7 separate regions of the Mus musculus genome follow, and regions 1, 2, 3, 4, 5 and 7 are each linked to region 6. The links are chromatin contacts, called in public HiChIP or PLAC-seq and promoter capture Hi-C maps. All regions are on one chromosome and are shown on one strand. Each heading gives the region's core, a stretch centred on a gene start, on an enhancer-like site or on the middle of the called end of the contact. The rest is flanking DNA. Distances are from core to core; before and after follow the strand shown.

Region 1 (2,700 bases), core at 25-2,524, 400 kb before region 6:
TATCCGTTTGTTTTGTTTTGTTTTGTTGAGACAGGGTGTCTCTCTGTAGGCCTGGCTGTCCTGGAACTCACTCTGCAGATCAGGCTGGCCTGGAACTCACTGAGATCTGCTTGCCTCTGCCTCCCAAGTGCTGGGATTAAAGAAAAAAGTGAAAGTGAACAATGTCACCACGTCCTCGAAGCTAGGATGCACTTGCCTAGCTTGCAGGAACCCCAGCATCTTAAACAGCTGACATGTTCTTGTATGTATGAATTTCCAGCAAGAGGATAAGAAGTTCAAGGTCACCCTTTGTTACATAGAGAGTTTGAACTTAGCCTGGGTTACATGAGATTCATCTTTAAAACAAACCTTTTTTGGGGGATATCCAGCAAAGAAGACTGCTTAGACCCAAGCGGAAGCCAATAGAAAGTCTTTATTAGCCAGCCCCTCAGCCCCTTCACTAGACTTTTTTTTTTTTTTTTTTTTTTTTCCTGAGACAGGGTTTCTCTGTGTAGACCTGGCTGTCCTGGAACTCACCCTGTAGACCAGGCTGGCCTTGAACTCAGAAATCCACCTGCCTCTGCCTTCCAAGTGCTGGGATTAAAGGTGTGTGCCACCACCACCCAGCACTTTTCTCAGGGTAGGCTTTTAATCATAAAAACCACATCCTGTGTTGACACACCTAAGTCAGAAGCAGACTATAGGAGCCAAAAATCAAGGTTAGGACATTTAGGGCCTTTCCCAGAATTATGGACTTTGATGAATTAGGTCTTTGTTTTTGTTTTAGGAGGCGGTGATGCCTATCGGCCTGGTTTCGTGGCCTGAATGGTACTTCCTTCACATGTCAGTTGTGATAAGGTCTATGAGCCTGTTTCAAAATTTTAAACTATCTGACTGCACCCATTTCATCCCAGCCTGCCTGGGAACCCAGGAAAGGCAACTGCCTCCTGTTTTAAGAGTTCATCTCTCTCCTGGTGATGTCTTTAATCCAAGCACTTGGGAGGCAGAGGCAGGCAGATCTCTGTACCAGGCCAGCCTGATCTACATGGTGAGTTCCAGGACAGTCAGGGCTACATAGTGAGTTCCTGTCTCAGAGAAGGGAAAAAGTTAAACTTTAACTTTTAAGGAACAAAGAGGTGGCGTGGCGGACTCTTTCTTGGCATTGAGAGTCCAGGTGTGCTTTTACTTTCTGCCAAGGCTCAGACCGCTGCTTCCTGGCACTCAGGTTTCCATTCCCCGGGGGCGCGTGCGCAGAGGCTCGGGCTGACCCCGCCCTGTCCGCGCGCCCCGCCCCCAGGCTATGAAAGGGACCCTGCGTGGGGGGGCCCCGGACACCCGGAGACGCCCGTGTCCCTCACGCAGGCGGGCGGCCCCGGAGACATAGTACCCGCAAAGGCGGTGACGGCGGTGCGCCCACTCATCATGGTGAGCGCAGCGCGTGCGTGGGGGCCGGGGCGGGAGAGAGGCTAACTGAAAGCGAGATTCTTGGGGATGCATGGGCAGAAGTAGTTTGCAAATGAGGACACCAGGTTCCGGAGTTGAAGTTGCCTCTGGGTCCTCCAAGGCAGCCCTAAGGCAAGGGGCGCGAGCGGGGATATTTTGGGGGAGTCTTAGTGTCTTTGGAGAAGGAAATATCGCCGCAGGGAAGTGAAAGTCGATGCTCCTTGGCGACACCAGCTGGCAAATGGGTCTGGGTAGCACCAGAGAGTGCAGGGCTGTTGTGGAGCCCGCGCTGGGAGTGGGTTCCTGCACAAGGCTATAGAGAAGCCAGAAGCCAGCTAAATTCTCAGGGGCGGAAGCCGTTGTAGATGACAACTGAAACCGCTATGTCTTGTTTTTGTCAGAGAGGTGCTGCTAACACACAGCAGAATAGGGGGCACAGATCTCTGAATACAGGTGCCCTGTGCCCTAATCCTACAGATTGGGGGAGGGGGCGCACTGAGAGAGCAGAGGAGGAGGTGGTTGTGAATATGCCCTTTGTCCAGTGCCCTCCTGCCCTGCCCCCCACCAGCCCTCTGTGGGACCATTGTCCCCCTATACCCAGACAAGAGAGTATTATCTGTTGGTGCCATTGTTGGGTGGAGGGAGGCGGTCTTTGGGTCACCCTCCCCTGCCCTCACCCTCCTCTGCACACTCAAGAGAGCCAAGGCAGCTGTGGCTTTGCCCATACATAGAGCCCCAGGCCTCCAAACAGGACATCCTTAAGAGGTGCCAAGAATATATAAGTTAGGGCTGACAGGGAGCCACAGGCACTTGCTGCCCTTGCGTGCCCTGTCACCAAGGTGTTCTGAGGGGGAGCAGAGAGTGATCCTTGGAGCCAGAGACTAAGAGGTTAGGTAGCTTCAGAAAGATTCCCTCTACCTTACAACCCAGCTGTTGAAGATACTGAAGGATCTACTGCGAGGAAGAAAATCCACCATTCCCCTCCGGGGAAAGCATCCACCATTCAAGGGTGCTTTAAGTTAGGCTTGGGGATTCCTCAACTGACAAGCGGTCCCCCTCTGGGAGAACTCGGCCAGAGACTAGGGTGTGGTGCTTGCGGGCTGGCTTTGAGGAGCCGGGGCTGACATCTCCTCCTCCCTTCTTACACAGAACACAAGCTTTACCCGCAAAAGCCACACATTCCTGCCCAAGCTCTTCTTCAGGAAAATGTCATCCTCAGGAGCAAAGGAGAAGCCAGAGCTGCAGTTCCCTTTCCTTCAAGATGAGGACACGGTGGCT
Region 2 (2,700 bases), core at 179-2,678, 450 kb after region 6:
TTTTAGGATAAACTTCCAGTCTCCTTGCTTGGCCAGCCTTTCTTGTTCAGATATGACTATCCTTACCCTGCCCTCACCTTGGAGTTCACCTTGGCATAGAATTCAATCTCGTTATACAGCTCCACTCCATCACCATTCCTGCAGCTAAAGTTACAGTAAAGAGACATAGGAAGTGACAGGATAAGTTCTTGAGACACCAGGAGGATAGGAACGGTTCTTGAGACCCCAGGCCAGTCCACAGGGGAAGACTACTACCTGAACACGACGCGGTGGTCCTCAATGAGCACACTGACGTCGGTGCTGTCCTCAACGCAAAACTCCATGAAAACATATTTGGGTCTGTCGTACCACAGAGTCCGGGCAGGCTGCCTGAAGAGGTTGGAGGTGGGGCTTGGTAGGGGTGGGCAAGACTGAAGGCAATATGGAAAGGTGGAGGGAGGAGACAGTAGAGTCGTACGTGGTGCCACTGAACCAGACAGAGGGGAGTAGTGGGAGTGGGCAGAGGTGGCGAGAATAAACCCAGAGAGCCAAGGGAAGTAAGGAGTTAGAAAATACGTTCAGATCTCACCACCCCCTCTCACCCACAGTCACAGAGACGTGGAGTCTGGGGTGCTGGTGGGCAGACTCAGCGGCTTCTACAAATGTGGGAGAGGAAATCTGCAGGAAAACGGACAGGGGAATATGTAGGACCTGTATGATGGCGGCCTGAAACTCACCGTTCCATGGTGACTCCAGCTGCCCCGTGGCTTTTGGAGTCCCAAGAAAAGGCCTCTATCTTTAGATTCTAGGAGGCTCCTAGCAGCTGCCTCTCCTTATATGGTAGGAGGAAGGGTTGCGAGGGAGGGAAAGAAAGTTGGCTTGACAGCAAGAGTGATTTGGACTCCAGAAGGACACCGGGAGCGTTTTCTACATCTCGGGGTCTCCAGAAATAAACATATCAGAAATACAATATCTACTCTCTATCCAGGGAAAGGGCTACTCTAGCCCCTATATGCAGGAAGTTACTTGTTCTCGGTTTCATTCACTTGTTCCTCCAACTCAAAGTGTCTAATTCACAAAATGCATTAAAGTCCCGAGGGGGCGGGCCCTCCCGAGATTGGAGGAGTGCAAGACCCGCCCACCACTCGTCCAGGCTTCCCTGCCAGAGCCCGTTGCCATGGCAGCAAGGGGGCGCCACTGACGTGCGGGCGGCGTTTCCGGGAAGATGGCGACGGTGGAAGTGGCTACGGAGCTAGGAACTGTGGTGACCGCTGTCGGGCCTAAGGCGAAGGACGAGGAAGAAGAAGAAGAGGAGGAGGAGTCGCTGCCACCATGCGAGACTGTGCGCTGGGCTCCCGTGGGGGCAGTGGCCGAGGCCGGTCCTGGGGCGGCGACGTTCTCGGAGGCGGCGGCAGCCGAAGAGCCTGGAGCGGCTCCGGGCTCTCCATCCGACGCGACTGTCCGCACGCTGAGGCGGCTGGAAGCCGAGCGGCGGCAGCTGGATTCGGCCCTGCTCGCGCTGTCCTCGCACTTCGCGCAGGTGCAGTTCCGTCTGCGCCAGGTAGTGCGCGGGGCGCCGGCGGAGCAGCAGCGTCTCCTGCGCGAGCTCGAAGACTTTGCCTTCCGCGGCTGTCCTCACGTCCTGGGTTACGAGGGGCTGGCAGACCCTTGTGGCGGTGACGAAAGCGATGTGCTGCCGGGGGACCGGCCACGGGTGCGGGGTGAGGACCAGGTGAGTGTCTGCCGCTAGTTCCGGATGCGGATGAAGATGATGCAGGCGGGGAGTTTGTGGGTGGTGATGCTGACACGGACCGAGGTAGAAAGGGTGAGGAGCGACCGAGCTGGAAGTACTATAGGCACGTGTATGCAAGATAGAGAGAAGAGTCAGGAAGATGCAGAAAGACATATGGCGAGCCTTAAAGAGTATTGAAAAGGCAGTTGGTAATGGAAGCCGTGCTGCCTCTGTCGACTTTGAGGTACTTGAGTGTGTATTTGTGTCACTCTCTCTACCCTGAAGTATATACCCTGAGCACTTATTGATAGAATGAACATTGGGAACGGGAGAAGTGTTAAGTGAAAGGGAAGTGAATTGGAATCCATGGAAATTGAAATTAATGCCCCGTGCTTTTTTTGGCATATAGATAGGCTGTGATCTTTATGCTGTCTTATCTCAGTGACGGCTTTGGTGAACAGACACCATCCCTTGGCAGTGGAAAGAAACACACCTGACTATAAGGATGTCCTGACAGTGTTTTCAGACTGCTCTGCCATCCTGGTTAATAACGGGGTTCTCTGAACGGGGCCTTCTGACTGACCAGTGCGTTCTTCAGTACACCGAAGAAGCAAGGAAATTCTGTAAACCACAACGCGGGAAGATTCCTTACAAACTTTGAACGTCTGGAAGCTGGAAGTTTTGAGACAGGCCGCCTTTTCCGCTTCCTGTTGTGCAGATTGCAGTCCACATGTGGCTTTCTTCCCACTCAAAATGGTTTAGCCAAGAAAACTTATTGGTAGGAGATAGTGACTTATGCTGATCTGAAGTGTTTCCAGTTCCTTCCTTCTCATACCCATATACCCTTGCACAAGGAGCAGTCAACCACAAGTCAACAGACTTAAAAAGTGGCCAGGCCCTGTCCAGTATTGAATGCCATGGAAGGTCCTGGGCAGAGATGGTACTGTCTCTATTTTTTATTGTCACTTTCAGAAAAAATTGTCAAGGTA
Region 3 (2,700 bases), core at 56-2,555, 470 kb after region 6:
ATCCCAGCAACCACATGGTGGCTCACAACCATCTGTAACAAGATCTGACTCCCTCTTCTGGTGTGTCTGAAGACAGCTACAGTGTACTTACATAAAATAATAAATAAATCTTTAAAAAAAAAAAAAATGAACTGAAAAATATTGAAGTAATAATAAATAGGGGCTGGAGAGATGATGGTACTTAGAGCAGTTTCTGCTCTTGCAGAAGATCTGCAGAGAACCCAGGCTCAATTCCCAGCACCCACACAGTGACTCACAATCATCTGTAAAACCAGTTCCAGGGCATCCAACATTTTCCTCTGACCTCCTTGGAGAATAGACACTCATCTTGGTGCATATACATACATGCAGGCAAAAAAGCAAAATACTCATACAAAAAAATAAAAATAAATCTATCGAGGCCAGCCTGGTCTACAGAGTGAGTTCCAGGACAGCCAGGGCTACACAAAGAAACCCTGTCTCAAAAAAAAAACCAAACCAAACAAAACAAAACAAAATCTAAATCTCAACATATATGTGTGTATATATATATATATATATATATATATATATATATATACAAATATATAATATATATTTTAATTTAAAAATATATTTTAAAAGCTAGGAGTACCACATGCTTATTGTAGTCAATATCTGACATCATCGGGTTGAATGTTGGAGATAAGGATACTGTCTGATCTTTTCCATTTTTCATTTTTCATCTAACTGTGCGCGAGGAGGTCATTTTGTTTCTTTTTTTTTTTTTTTTTTTTTTTTTGGTTTTTCGAGACAGGGTTTCTCTTTATAGCCCTGGCTGTCCTGGAACTCACTTTGTAGACCTGGCTGGCCTCGAACTCAGAAATCCGCCTGCCTCTGCCTCCCAAGTGCTGGGATTAAAGGCGTGCGCCACCACGCCCGGCTGTCATTTTGTTTCTTATGGATAATAATTTTAAATTATTTAAATTAAAATAAATTGTAATTTATTTACCTATGGAAGACAGAGTCTATGTAACCTACGTTGGACTAGAACTGGAACTCTTGTCTCAGCCCCTCAAACGATGGGATTACAGGTTTATGCAGCACACACACACACAAACACACCCCCGCCCACCACTGACACACACACACACACCCACACCCCCCCACACACACACCCCCGCAAAGCCCGGTCTTACAAAGCAAAACTGTGAATTTCAGACTCTGTCCTCCTCCTAGTGGCAGAGTAGGGGACTACAGCAATGAAGGGGACAGAACAGAGCTCACATTCAGGTGTCATCCTCGCTCCTCCCTCCACACGCCGGAACCGGAACGCTCTGTTCCTGTCTGCTGCTCGTGCTGCTAATAAAGCTTGGTTCAAAAACGCAGTGCCCGACCCTCCCTGACGAGCTCCTTCCGCCAACAACTTTGACCACCAACCGTGGGGCATGGCTGGGCCTGGGAGGCGGGACAGGAAGTGAAGCCACCTCTCCGTAAGGTGAAAGGTTAGCGGAAGTGCCCTCCTTTCCTTTCTGCTGGGTGCCGGCTGCCTGCTGTCGGTGAGTAAAGGCCTGGAGAGGGTCTTGCAATCCGCCGCCATCGCGGTCCCGGGGTCGGGTTGCTGGGCTCATTCGGACTCTGAGCCTCTGGCGGCTTCACGGGGAGTCGCATCCCTCGAGCAGGACCTCCGGGCCGCGTGGCGGAGTCGGCAGCGGGTGATCTAAAGTCGCGGGCCTACGACCGGGGCTCGCAGGTAGACGTCGGCTCCGGGGCCTTCCGCTTTACACACTTGTGAGCGGCTCCTTCCTTGTCTTTGTCTCTGCAGAGATGGGCAAGTTCATGAAACCCGGGAAAGTGGTGCTGGTCCTGGCCGGACGCTACTCCGGACGCAAAGCCGTCATCGTGAAGGTACCAGACCCCCGGGGCTCTTGAGACTGCTTGCATGTGCGGATTTCGGCTGCTGGATAAGATGAGCCGGATGGGAATTTAAGATCTGTCCTAACAATAGGCACTGGCGAATGCATAATGGGTAGTAATGGTGGCCACTGTGTATTGTACATATTACAGCTGTGGTGTATAGTTCTTGCAGTAACTTAATTTCCGGCACTAAGGTTTCGAGGTGTTAAGTTACTTAAGGTCAAAGTAATGGGTGCTGCAGGCAGCTGAGAGGATGTAGGATGGGAGACACTACTTACACTTAGAGAGCATCCCCTGGGTGTGTTTGAGCGTTTTGCTACTTGCCTCTTACCAGTTTTATAAACCCTTGTGGTCCTAGCCACAAGACCACTGGCCTCTCCAGCTTCCTGCTCCTGTCATTTAGCTAGAACCGGTTAGTTAGGCTGCCCGCTTTGCAGTCTGGGCTTTAACCTTAACTAGCTTCATGGGGGAAGGTGTTAGGGGTCACTTTGAGTGTTAGCCTTGATGGACTTCTAAATCTCCTTGTGACAGGAGTCAACACTGGCTAACTCAGAGTTACTGTCCTGTTGACTCTTAGCATTAAAGGAGTAATCTAGAGATGTGGAGGGTGTATTCAGTAAACATAGTTTTACTAAGATGGGGCCGAAGCAGTAACGTGACTTTTCTTTTTCCCTTTTCTCGTCTAGAACATTGACGATGGCACCTCGGACCGCCCTTACAGCCATGCCCTGGTGGCTGGAATTGACCGCTATCCCCGGAAAGTGACAGCTGCCATGGGCAAGAAGAAGATCGCCAAGCGATCCAAGATCAAGTCCTTTGTGAAAG
Region 4 (2,700 bases), core at 26-2,525, 500 kb after region 6:
CTAGTCCAAATGGGCTCCGCCTGGATTTCGGGGGCTGGGGTCCTCTGAAAGGGAGGAGGAGCAGCGGTTTGGGCCGGAAGTTCCCAAGGGTAACCCTGGGTCGTGGCCTGCTAGCTGAGTCACTGAAGAAGGGATGGAGTTGCAGTCACGAGAAAGCAAGCCCAAGACAAAGATGGGAGACTGATTCCCGCCTCCCCCACGTCAAATACCCGAGTAGTAGCGTAAGGCCCGTGGCGGTGGGGGAAGCCAGCCTCTCTGGGCTCCATGATGGGTGTGTCCCCTTTGGCCCAGCTCGGGGAGGGGCCGTCATACACCCCCATACACCACGGGGCTGCATGTGACTAGCGCTCTGGCACGGCCTCTGAGCCTCCGCCTAACCCCATCTACATAGCTTCTCAAAGCTCCCTCGGGAGGGAAGGGGGAGTTAGCCACCACTCAGAGTCACAAACCACAACTGCCCCGGGAGTGTTTAGTGGGCAGGGGTACAGGTGTGGTTTTACTTGGGGAAGGGGGTGGGAGGGGGGCGAGCAGGTCATCCTGCGCATGCGCCTGGGCGCCTTATTGTTTTCCCCCCAACTCCGCTTGGGGCGGCGGCCACTACTAAAAAATGCTTTGGGAAGGGGCAATAACACTGTTGCCAGTTCCCAGTAAATCCTTTTCCCAGACGCCTGGAGACATAAATTGCTTTCCATGTGTTCCATGTTTAGTCCACCCGCGTCCTTGCTGGCTTCCCGGCCCGGCCACACCCCCGGCACGCGCCCACTCCTGCCCTGCTACCGCTCACCTTACGGTCGCCGACGCCTTCGCCCACTGCCACTACCACGCCCGCGCCCTCCATGCCGGGGGTGACCGGCAGAGGCGGTAGTCGGTCGTACAGCCCTTGGCGGCCCATGAGGTCGGCGAAGTTGAGCCCACAGGCTCGCACGCGCAGCGTCAATTGACCCGGACCCGGGGCCGGGGGCACCGCCGGCCGGCTCTGCAGCTTCACCTTATCGTAGCCACCGAAGCCGGTGAGTACCAGGCAGCGCAGTGGCGGTGCCGAAGCGGATGCTGACGCTTCGGGGGCCGGGGGTGGCTGCGGGTCGCTTGCCACCTCGACTGTCGGGGGCTGCGAAGGCGCACCCTCCCCGGCTCCGGTCCCGGTCTCCGCCCCGGCCTCGGTCGCCGCTGCCACAGTGGCCGCCTCAGCTGCTTCCCTCTCCGCGGACATGGCTAGACTCGCGACGTGCGTTCCCAGCTGTACAGAACCGGTGCACAGCTGGGAAGGGCGGGACACGCGTCAGGAAGAGCGCAGGCTGCGGACACCAGTGGGTGGGGCGGGGCCTTGCTCGGGGGGTGGGGCTTCGCGGGCGGACTTAAAGGGCTAGTCCCTCTGCTGACCGAGCTGCGAGGGCGCGAAAAGACTAGCGGTGCAGGTGGAGGGTGGTGGTGTACGTGCGTGTGACTGATAAGCATGAGGAGATTCTGGGGCATGCCGAGTCTAAGACTTGATTTATTCGTAGAAAGCCTTATACGAATTAAAAGTTGTCGTGACACAGTCTGAAGGATAATTTAAAATCTGAATTTATAATCTAGCCACCTGTGGATCAGACTCCGGTGAAATTGTGCCTCAGGTTGAACTCTACCGTTTACTAATAAGCAGACTTTATTCACTATGTTCTTTTGTTTGCTTGTTTTTTGAGACAGGGTTTCTCTGTGTAGCCCTGGCTGTCCTGGAACTCACTTTGTAGACCAGGCTGGCCTCGAACTCAGAAATCCGCCTGCCTCTGCCTCCCAAGTGCTGGGATAAAAGGTGTGCTCCACCACGCCCGGCTTACTCACTATGTTCTTGCAGTGGCAAACTACAAGCATGAGAACCTCTAAGACAGGGTCTCACCATGTAGCCAGGTCTGGCCTGGAGCCTAGAAGGTGCCATGAATACAAGGCTGGCTCTGCCTCCGGAGTTCTGTGGTTAAAATGACATGTGCCACCACCTCCCTTTTCTTTCACACTCTCTTTTCCTTTTGTTGGAATTGAGGATAGAACCCAGAGCCTCATGAATGTAGCTCTACTCCCGAGTTACATCTCTAACTTAAACTTAACAGTTTTGGGTGTTAATGCTGTGTGTCTGTTTACTTTTTGTAAAACAGCGATGAGATTGTGTGCTTTAGTTACCTTTACACGGTTATTCAAAACGAGATAACATTAAAATGAACATCTTCGACTTAAAGAAGAGTTTTGTTTGTTTTGAGACAGGATTTCTCTATTTAGACCTGGTTGACCTGGAACTCATTATATAGACTAGAGTGGCCTCAAACTCAGGGAGATCTGCCTGCTTCTGCCTCATGAGTGCTAAGACTGAAGGCGTGCAGCACCATGCCCGGCTAAAGAAGGATTTTTTTCACTTATGTATGCATGTATGTATGTATGTGTATTTATTTGTTCATTCATTCATTCATTCATTCACTTTACATCCCGATCACAGCCCTCCAAGCCCCTTTCTCCATCCTCTTCTAGGCAAAAGATGTCATGCAAATGGCGGTTTGCTTATTGCTAGTCTGAGATGAGGCTGAAATTGGCTTTGGGGCTTAGCTCTGGCCCAGCTTAGCTGTCAAAGGATTCTAGCTTCCTTAGCCTTCCCTTTGCTCTTTCTACCAAAACATCCACCAGAGGACGCAAAAGCTCCCCTAAAACTTTCCACTCAGTACTTGGCTAGAGGAA
Region 5 (2,700 bases), core at 197-2,696, 410 kb after region 6:
CTGTCCTCCTGCCTCGGCTGATTTGCAGAGTACTTCTTCAAAAAGAAAAAAATGGTAAAGCTATTTATTAAAAATTCTTTGTTTTTTGCTACAAATGATGCATATATTTTCACCCACACCAAGCACTTTGTTTCTAATATCTTTGATAAGAAAACTACATGTGCAGTATTTTATTAAAGCAACATTTTATTTAAGAATGGAGTCTTGCTTATTATTCTATTTTATTTTGTTTTAATTATTTTTCTTTTTGTTTTATGTGTATGGGTGTTTTGTCTGCATATATGTCTATGCACCATGTGCGTGCTTGGTGCTTGCAGATTCCAGATCTCCTGGGGCTGGAGTTAACAGCTGTTGTGAACTGCCATGTGGGTGCTGGAAATTGAACCCAGGTCCTCAAAATGCGTGTAAAAATACCAAGTCTGGTAGTGCACATCTTTTTTTTTTGTTTTTTTTTTTTTTGTTTTTCGAGACAGGGTTTCTCTGTTCCCTGGCTGTCCTGGAACTCACTTTGTAGACCAGGCTGGCCTCGAACTCAGAAATCCGCCTGCCTCTGCCTCCCAAGTGCTGGGATTAAAGGTGTGCGCCACCAACGCCCGGCCACACATAATACCAGCAATGGTGAGACAGGAGGGGGAGGGAGACAAGCCTAGTTTATGAGGTGGTGTTCCAGGCCAATGAGAGATCCTGTCTTAAAAGGTGGAGGGTGTTAAGAAACAGCACATGAAGCCAGGCGTGGTGGTGCAGGCCTTTAATCCCAGCACTCGGGAGGCAGAGGCAGGCAGATTTCTGAGTTCGAGACCAGCCTGGTCTACAAAGTGAGTTCCAGGATAGCCAGGGCTATACAGAGAAACCCTGTCTCAAAAAAACAAAAACCAAAACAAACAAAAAAAGAAACAGCACATGAGGTTACACACACACACACACACACACACTACAATAAAAACCCTCCCTCCTTTAACCAAGTCATGGAGTGACTATGCCATCATCCATTTATACGTTGCCTAGCCAGTCTAAGTTTGGTGAACTACAGAGTCAATGAGAGACCCTGCCTCAAAAAAATAAGGTGGAGAAGGATTGAGGAAGACAGGCAACATTGACCCCTGCTCTACACACAAACACACACACTCACACACTTTGAGAATCTGGTTCAGTGACCAGAGTGTATGCAAGGTCCTAGGTTCATCCCCCTAATACCAAAGGCATTGAGGCTAAGAGTTTTTATTTCCTCACACTATTCTCGTGCCCATTTCCCCATGTGCAGCTCCTGACGTGTTATACAATCGACAGGCTGGGGCAGGGTGGGGGATCTACCTGAAGGCTCTCTTGCTGATCACTAAAGTCACGCTAACAATCATTGTGAAAGACAAGGGTTAGGAGAGGTTGAGTGAGCAGGCAGACTACAATCTGGCCTCAGTGCTGAGCATCAGACCAAGTGGCCAAGACAGCACACTGGTTACCAGACCACAGGTCAGCAGGCACTGCTCTGGGATTACATCGCAATTTGGAGGAGCACGGGGCAGAGCCACTGCCAAGTGAAGCAATTGCATGAAAGCTGTGGGTGGAGGGAGCAGGACAAGACAAGTTACCTGCTGGGTTCAGCAAGGGTTAGGGTTATAGGTTTAAAAAAAAAGCCCAAGGAAGCTTGAAGCACCCAGGAATGCTCAAAGAAGCTACTTCAAGCTTCTGTTAGGCAATTTATTTCATCCTGGTTTACAACCCCTCCCCCAAAGCCTCACCCCGCTCCCTCCTCACCATAACCCTACATTGCATGAGGCAAGAGCTGATCGATTGCCCCAGACTCCTGGAATGTGTTTATTTCAGGGAGGGTGAGTGTTCATACCAATCTTGAGAGTTTCAGCAGTGATCTAAGCCTGGCAAAGACTCTCATGGTCCCACACAGGAAGAGGGGTGTTGGTTATCATCTGTCTGATCGAACCCCATAACTCAGGTTGGGGCCCTGTGCTCGATGCTCCCGACTCTGGTTCCTTGCCAGAGGATGCTAGGTGGAGGGAAAGCTTTCAGCATCCCAGTAGTGCCAGTGACAAGCCCACCAGTAACAGAAAACACTTGTCAGTTTGCTGTATGAGTTCTCTCTATAGTTTATGCCATCTATGTTGTAGGAATTATTTAATCTCAGTTGTGGGGGGGGAGGTTTCTACCCCACCTTTGATCATTCAGTTCCCATATAAAAGACCCACAACCTTTATATGTATAATAAGCCTTCAAAGCACTAGAGCTGGACAGAACCTACCCTTTATGCTATTATATCTACTCTGTCAATAACCCTGAGAAATGATTTGCCACGTTCCACCTGAGCCGCTCTTACTCCCACTGGCCAGCCCTCATAGCCAGGTCTCACAATCCCTTACCCCATGGTGTCTTCCCCTCTCTCCACTCCTCTTCTCTTCTCCCTGTTCATGGTCAGTCCTGCCTCAGACCCCAAGCCCAGGAACTGATACTCCACCTACCTCTCTTCTGCCCAGCTATAGGCTGTAGGCATCTTTATTCAACCAATCGTTTTGAATAAAGGAGCAAGGTTGCACATAGCGTCACTTGGTGTAGTGAGGCGGCAGCAAGATCTTGGGGACCAGTATTTAGCATTACAGTACATAGCAACAGACCAAACCTCAAAACAGCCATCCTCTCAACACCACTGTGGAGAAGTTACTATCACTCAACTCACATTACAAATGCTTAAAC
Region 6 (2,700 bases), core at 139-2,638:
ATCATGCGGGGGTGGGGTGATTCACTGCGCCCAGACCGCCACCTCCACCCGCCCCACTTACACTCCTAACGCCCACCCTACCTGCCCCACCCGCTCCCAGCAGGCGCCAAGGGCGCCCGCGCACTGCAAGACCCTTGGGAACTGAAAGTGCCTGGAGGCCAGGGGCAGATCGCGGCCTAGGGACATGCGTGGGTAGCCGAGGTTGGTGCGGGGGCGCGGGGATAGGGTGTGGGGGGCTGACGATCGTGTCCCTTGCATGGCGCCCCCGCCACTGCGTGCCTGAGCCCTGAATCACCCGCTATATCGGGCCCGCAGCGCCGGAGGCCCCAGGTCCCGGGCCCCACCTTTAGTGTCTGCTTACAGAGGGGCATACAGAGACCACCAGAGACCTCGGGCATTCCCTCCCTTTTCCCTCTCTCCGCCCCACCAAAAAAAAAACTTCCTCCAAGTGGAAAGGCGTTTGACAGAGACAAGCTGGGAGCATTCAGCGTTCCCAAGTCTAGCCCGCTAACTTTTCCGATAGGAGTTAGAGACCGTGGGGAGGAGCCTGGAGAGGAAGGCGCAGGGTGCGCCCCTCTGTGAGCCCCAAGAGTTTGCCACTCCCTAAACCCCACTCCAACTGGGTTCACAGGAAGGGGGGAGGAGCTCCTGACCGCTCTCACCAGGCCGGGCTGGCGGAGAGACGAGCCTCGGCCGGGTGTCCCCACCCGGATCCCAGGCCGGGACCCCAGCTCTGGGCGCGGTCCGCCCCGCGGGCTCACCTGGTAGATCATGACTTTGAAGTTGCGGCGCCTCAGCAGCTCCGCCTCGTTGACCTCCAGTTTCTTTATCTGGCCGGCCTGGCGCTCCAGGCTGCCGCGCACGGTCTTCACGTTGACGCTGACCTTGCGCACCTTCTCCAGCAACTTGCTCACGGTGTTGCTCGTGGTGGCGTGCGCCTTGCCCAGCTTGCTCAGCTCTCCCTGGATGCTCTGCACAGCGCCCTCCATCTCCGCCTGTCGCTCCTCCAGCTGGGCTTGGGTCAGCTGGATCTGGTCAACGGCGCCGATGATTTTATCCAGAAGGCTCAGCACCAGCACACCGTTCACCTGGTCCGACTTGATCAGCTCGTCGGAGCCGGTCCCCGACGGCTCCTCCGTGGCCCGCGCCTCCCCTTGGGTGGGCTCCGGGCCCTCTGAGGAAGCATCGGGAAATCCGGAATACGGCCGCTCAACGATATGGAGCGTGACATCCTCCATGGCTTCCCGGAGCCGTGCGGGGCCGACCGGGTGGAACTGGAGCGGGAGACCGGGAGAGAAGGAGGAGCGAGAGACTGGACAGCGAGCAGGAGCCCAGAGCGGAGGAAACTCGAGCCACGTCCGTGCGCACCGGGACTCTAGCCAGAACTGTGGGGCGGGGAATCTGCGAGTTGCCCGGCTCCTAGACCAAACCCGGAGTCCCGTCGGCCATTGGCTGGCCCCACCCCAGAAAGGGAGGAACCGGGGCAGGAGGGGAGACCAACCCCGGAGGGGCAGCAGAGGGGAACCCAAGAGCTGGGCGCCCCACCCTGTTCAGGATGGTTGGAATAGTTGGAGCGGGAGTCTAGGGCCCCCCTTGGCAGTGGAGGCTGCGGCAGCGGGACTGGGGCAGAGGAATGTGAGCTGCGGAAAGGAATTAGGTCTTCGGAGTGTGCTCTACTCTTTCTCTTTCCTCACCCACAAACCCACTCCAGCCTTTTAAGATCAAGCTGAGGTCCAAATGGCGCGTGAATTGGGTGTAAACGAGTAGTTTGTGTCTATGCCTCATGTCCTTGGAGGATCCTTGCCCTATACAATCTTTTTCAAAGATTTGGGGGTCTGCCCCCATCGTCTATCTATACACTGAGTTACCACTGTCCCCCAAATCTTGTGGGGTTGTTAGTGAGAGAGAGGGAAGAGATGAAATGACAGAAAGGGTGACGGCCTAGAAAGGGCCTCTAGGTTTCTCTTAGAATTGTAAGGACAGGGCATGATTAAGGCGAGAAGTAAATTATAAAGTAAAAGCTTTTGGTCACTTCTCCCAGGGCCCCCTCCAGCAGATATCTAGCTAATTCTAAGAATGTGAGCGTCGGACTCGTTCTTCCCTTGGGTTCTCGGATATTAGGTGAGCATTCAGGGAGATCACGGAACCCCATCTCTTTACCTAGCAGAGAAAAGAAGGCCAAGAGGAGGCAGGTGGCTCTCCAGGGTTCACTCCAGGTTACTGTTGCCATCTGTTCTTAGCTCCAGGTCTCTGAACTCCACCGGTACTCAGTACCTTTCCCTGGGGCAGGAATTGGGGCAACTATAGCGGTACTACCGAATGGGGAAGCGAACAGTTTTCTTCATGGTGCTGAACACCAAGGAGCTGGCAGTTCTGAGCAGGCGCAGAAAAGTCCTTAGCACAGACGTCTAGAGACACAGGCTGCCCTGTGTCTCTAGACACAGGCCCTCAGCAATCCCTGGAGCCACCCCAATTCCCTTTCCCACAGAGATACTGAAAACCTTTTCCCTGATTAGGAAACCAGGCTTGGGGTTCCCCGCCTGGATGGGTTCTCGGCAAAAGGTCACTTCTAGTCTGGTGCCCACCCTCCTTAAGTTAAACGCTGCTCTGTGGAGACTCGAGGGTCGTCGATCTAATCAATCAATTCACCAACGTGTGGAGCAGATTGCCATATAGGGTATAGAACTTTAGGGACCTCTG
Region 7 (2,700 bases), core at 57-2,556, 370 kb before region 6:
CCTCTCAGCTGGGCGCGGTAGTTCACACCTGAAATCCCAGAGTTTGGAGAAGCTGAGACAAAAAAACTTCTGTGATTTTGGGGCCAGCCTGTGCTACAGAGCAAGACTGTGTCAAAACCACAACACAGTAATACAAAACAAACCCCACAAGGTATGGTATCAAATGCCTACAATCCTACACATGGGGTGTAGAGTCAGGAGATCAGGATTTCAAAGCCAACCCTGGTTACACATCAAGTCTGAGGATATCTGTATTACCTGAGATCTAGTATCAAAAACCAAAACCAGGGGCTGGAGAGATGGTCCTCTCGTAGAGGACCTAGGTTCAGTTCCAAGCACCCACATGGGAGCTCACAACCACCTGTAACTCCAGCTGCAGGAGGTCCACTATCCTCTTCTGACATCTAAAGGCATCAGGAATAAGCAGTGCACATCCATACTCAAAGGCAAAATACTCATACACATAAAATTTTTTTAAAAAATCTTTAAAAAAACAAAAACAAAAAAAAAAAACCCAGAAACTAAAAACGGACCGAAGAGATGGCTCAGCTTTTAGGAGCACTGGCTGCTCCTAAAACTCAGGACTCCAGAGGTCCTGAGTTCAATTCCCAGTAACCACATGGTAGCTCACAACCATATGTAATGGGATCTGATGCTCTCTTCTGGTGTGTCTGAAGACAGATATAGTGTACTTATATATATAAAATAAATAAATCTTTAAAAAAACCAAACACACAGGCTGGAGAGATGGCTCAGCAGTTAAGAGCACTGACTGCTCTTCCAGAGGTCCTTAGTTCAATTCCCAGCAACCACATGGTGGCTCCCAACCAATAGGATCTGAGACCCTCTTCTGGTGCCTGAAGACAGCAACCGTGCACTCATATACATAAGTCTTTAAAAAATAAACACACACTTATACTTAGTAAGTGAGCCACTGAAAGGCAGCACTGAATTTTCCAGAATGTCACAACTCCGGCCTCTTTTTTGTTTTTTGAAGGGCTGAGTTTGAGACAGTGTCCTAACATGTAGCCCAGGCTGACCTTGAATTTGTGGCAATTCTGCTGTAGCCTACCAAGTGCTAGGATTATAAACTTGTGATACGTCAATATTTGCAAACGTCTACATTTGTAGGTAATTTCCACTGGGGACAACTGACTTCTCAGTATGAAACGGGACACAGCCTTGAGAATCTTAATTCCGTTTCCTGAGAGTCATTTGCCCATTTGTCACTGGAAGAACAGTCAAAGTGTATAGCCAAGGAGTGACAGTGTGCTGTGTAAGATGGAAGACAGAGCAAAGTTGACAGCAGGGAGTCAGATGCCGGAGGAAGTGCCTATCTCTCCGTGCCGTCCGCCCACCACGCTGTGCTGTCCACCCACCAGCTGGCGTCAAGACAAGACTGGACAAACAGTATTGAAAAGAACAAGCAAGAGAACTCTATCAAAAGTACCCAAAGTCGCTGGGTGTGGAGGCAGACACCTTTATTTCCAGCTCTCAGGAGGCAGAGGCAGGTGGATCTCTGTGACTCTGAGGCCAGCCTGGTCTGTACAGCACATAGGAAGCTCCAGGCCAGTCAGGGCTACACAGAAGAACCTGTCTCAGAGATGAAAAAATACAAGAAGTACCTCAAAACATCTTATTTCCCAAACTGAATGATAGATGATTCTTTACTGCAGCCTAACTATTGAAGCATGTTTCTTTTAAGGATTTGTTTCCTTTCCTACTTGCCATAGCCATCTATGCAAAAGGGAAACCAGTCCACGGCTGCCAGAGGAGAGACAGAAGTCAGAGTTTTTGGTGTCCCACTCTAGAACTGGGGATCAAACCCGGGGATCTGAACACGCCAGGCCAGTGGACATCACTGCGTCGCTGACTGCATCCCTGGCAGCAACAGTTCATGGCGATGATAGGGGACTGACTGCAGCCTGATCCTGTGACACAGCACAGGAGAGATTTGTGGTTCATTTCTTACATGTTTCAAACGACAAACTGGCAAAGCTCCCTTCACTTCCATTCGTCCCCAACACTGCTCTGGTAAGCCCCACTGACATAAAAAGACTGCTGGGAGAAAGGAGGAGGAAAATGGGGTGACCTACTAATGCTGACAGATTTAAACTCTGCTGGGTGGAAATCGGCCTGAAAAATCTCATTATACTAACTGTCACAATGCTATAAAAAGGCCATCTGCTACTACAAGAACCCAGGAACAGCCTCCCTCACCTGCAACACTTAAGAGTCTCAACTGAAATCTTTCAATGCAATATACAAAATTCCTTGAAACATAAATTAAGCAAAGTGCTATAAAAACTCTAGGAAAAGCGTATGTTTTAAGAGCAGACATGCCAAGAGATTCCATGGGCTTTCCCTAAACAGGATTCCAGAAGCTGAAAAAAAGCACTTTGAAGAAATGTAGTAAACTCTGGCATAGATACTAACCCATCTGCAACTAAAATCTAGCTGCTTCGTCAGTCAGCAGTGACTAAGAATAGCCAGATCCTTGAGGAAAACCAAAGCACCCCCACTGTGCCAGCAGCACAAAGCTTATTAGTAACAAAAAACAGGACCCAGAGCTAGTAGTTGTTATGGACTACTGGTTGGTGGTCTTTCCTCAACACTGCTCCCTCCCATGTGCCTAGTGTGCTGCTGGCTTCTAATGGAAACCAAATGATGATTTCAGTGGACATCACTATTATGTGAGCC

What was found. Promoter capture Hi-C pulls out the DNA fragments that hold promoters and counts their contacts. HiChIP or PLAC-seq counts read pairs in DNA pulled down with a chosen protein or histone mark.
Region 1: a promoter capture Hi-C map of liver shows a contact between it and region 6, with 10 times the contacts expected there. The contact joins the promoter of Cnp here to the promoter of Cavin1 in region 6. A contact is called at or near these places in 19 of 39 promoter capture datasets (the C10 cell line, the HPC-7 cell line, cranial neural crest and 11 more), 2 of 15 datasets of contacts at CTCF or cohesin (large pre-B cells and pro-B cells), 107 of 484 Hi-C or Micro-C datasets (the 63-12 cell line, the AML12 cell line, B cells and 71 more), 25 of 115 datasets of contacts at active chromatin or transcription factors (SST interneurons, T-cell acute lymphoblastic leukemia, astrocytes and 19 more) and 5 of 9 other capture datasets (adipose tissue, embryonic stem cells, liver and 2 more).
Region 2: a FOXA1 HiChIP or PLAC-seq map of pancreatic cancer cells shows a contact between it and region 6. The contact joins the promoter of Ptges3l here to the promoter of Cavin1 in region 6. A contact is called at or near these places in 4 of 39 promoter capture datasets (hippocampal neurons, liver and pre-B cells) and 1 of 115 datasets of contacts at active chromatin or transcription factors (pancreatic cancer cells).
Region 3: a contact with region 6 is called in an HNF4G HiChIP or PLAC-seq map of pancreatic cancer cells. The contact joins the promoter of Rpl27 here to the promoter of Cavin1 in region 6. A contact is called at or near these places in 1 of 39 promoter capture datasets (liver) and 2 of 115 datasets of contacts at active chromatin or transcription factors (microglia and pancreatic cancer cells).
Region 4: a promoter capture Hi-C map of erythroid cells shows a contact between it and region 6, with 2.1 times the contacts expected there. The contact joins the promoter of Vat1 here to the promoter of Cavin1 in region 6. A contact is called at or near these places in 2 of 39 promoter capture datasets (erythroid cells and pre-B cells) and 2 of 115 datasets of contacts at active chromatin or transcription factors (embryonic stem cells and pancreatic cancer cells).
Region 5: a promoter capture Hi-C map of liver shows a contact between it and region 6, with 2.2 times the contacts expected there. The contact joins the enhancer-like site here to the promoter of Cavin1 in region 6. A contact is called at or near these places in 6 of 39 promoter capture datasets (embryonic stem cells, fetal liver, hematopoietic stem and progenitor cells and 3 more) and 1 of 15 datasets of contacts at CTCF or cohesin (large pre-B cells).
Region 7: a contact with region 6 is called in a promoter capture Hi-C map of liver. The contact joins the enhancer-like site here to the promoter of Cavin1 in region 6. A contact is called at or near these places in 10 of 39 promoter capture datasets (the C10 cell line, the HPC-7 cell line, HPC-7-derived erythroid cells and 6 more), 1 of 15 datasets of contacts at CTCF or cohesin (large pre-B cells), 1 of 484 Hi-C or Micro-C datasets (muscle stem cells), 9 of 115 datasets of contacts at active chromatin or transcription factors (embryonic basal ganglia, embryonic forebrain, embryonic limb bud and 5 more) and 3 of 9 other capture datasets (adipose tissue, liver and pancreatic islet).

Annotation. Positions count from the first base shown.
Region 1 is chr11:100,573,665-100,576,364 of GRCm38.p6, forward strand. Cnp (2',3'-cyclic nucleotide 3' phosphodiesterase) reads left to right here and starts at 1,275. Exons shown (of 4, transcript NM_009923.2): 1 at 1,275-1,404; 2 at 2,572-2,700. The coding sequence starts at 1,402.
Region 2 is chr11:101,423,900-101,426,599 of GRCm38.p6, forward strand. Ptges3l (prostaglandin E synthase 3 like) reads right to left here and starts at 1,429. Exons shown (of 7, transcript NM_001357574.1): 1 at 717-1,429; 2 at 256-369; 3 at 78-144. The coding sequence starts at 724. It overlaps Rundc1 (RUN domain containing 1), which reads left to right and starts at 1,186. Exons shown (of 5, transcript NM_172566.4): 1 at 1,186-1,711. The coding sequence starts at 1,205.
Region 3 is chr11:101,440,940-101,443,639 of GRCm38.p6, forward strand. It overlaps Rpl27 (ribosomal protein L27), which reads left to right and starts at 1,306. Exons shown (of 5, transcript NM_011289.3): 1 at 1,306-1,517; 2 at 1,784-1,866; 3 at 2,562-2,700. The coding sequence starts at 1,786.
Region 4 is chr11:101,464,924-101,467,623 of GRCm38.p6, forward strand. Vat1 (vesicle amine transport 1) reads right to left here and starts at 1,276. Exons shown (of 6, transcript NM_012037.2): 1 at 785-1,276. The coding sequence starts at 1,210.
Region 5 is chr11:101,377,710-101,380,409 of GRCm38.p6, forward strand. G6pc (glucose-6-phosphatase, catalytic) reads left to right here. Exons shown (of 5, transcript NM_008061.4): 5 at 1-194. Among named protein-coding and RNA genes, the nearest start is that of G6pc, 11 kb to the left of the region's middle. Within about 2 kb of position 1,447, at least 16 of the 459 cell types and tissues checked have an H3K27ac peak or open chromatin away from gene starts, as enhancers often do. A contact at or near this core is called in liver, where this site is marked.
Region 6 is chr11:100,969,229-100,971,928 of GRCm38.p6, forward strand. Cavin1 (caveolae associated 1) reads right to left here and starts at 1,389. Exons shown (of 2, transcript NM_008986.2): 1 at 762-1,389. The coding sequence starts at 1,238.
Region 7 is chr11:100,602,010-100,604,709 of GRCm38.p6, forward strand. All of the region lies in intron 1 of Dnajc7 (DnaJ heat shock protein family (Hsp40) member C7), which reads right to left. Among named protein-coding and RNA genes, the nearest start is that of Dnajc7, 16 kb to the right of the region's middle. Within about 2 kb of position 1,307, at least 37 of the 459 cell types and tissues checked have an H3K27ac peak or open chromatin away from gene starts, as enhancers often do. A contact at or near this core is called in adipose tissue, embryonic stem cells and liver, where this site is marked.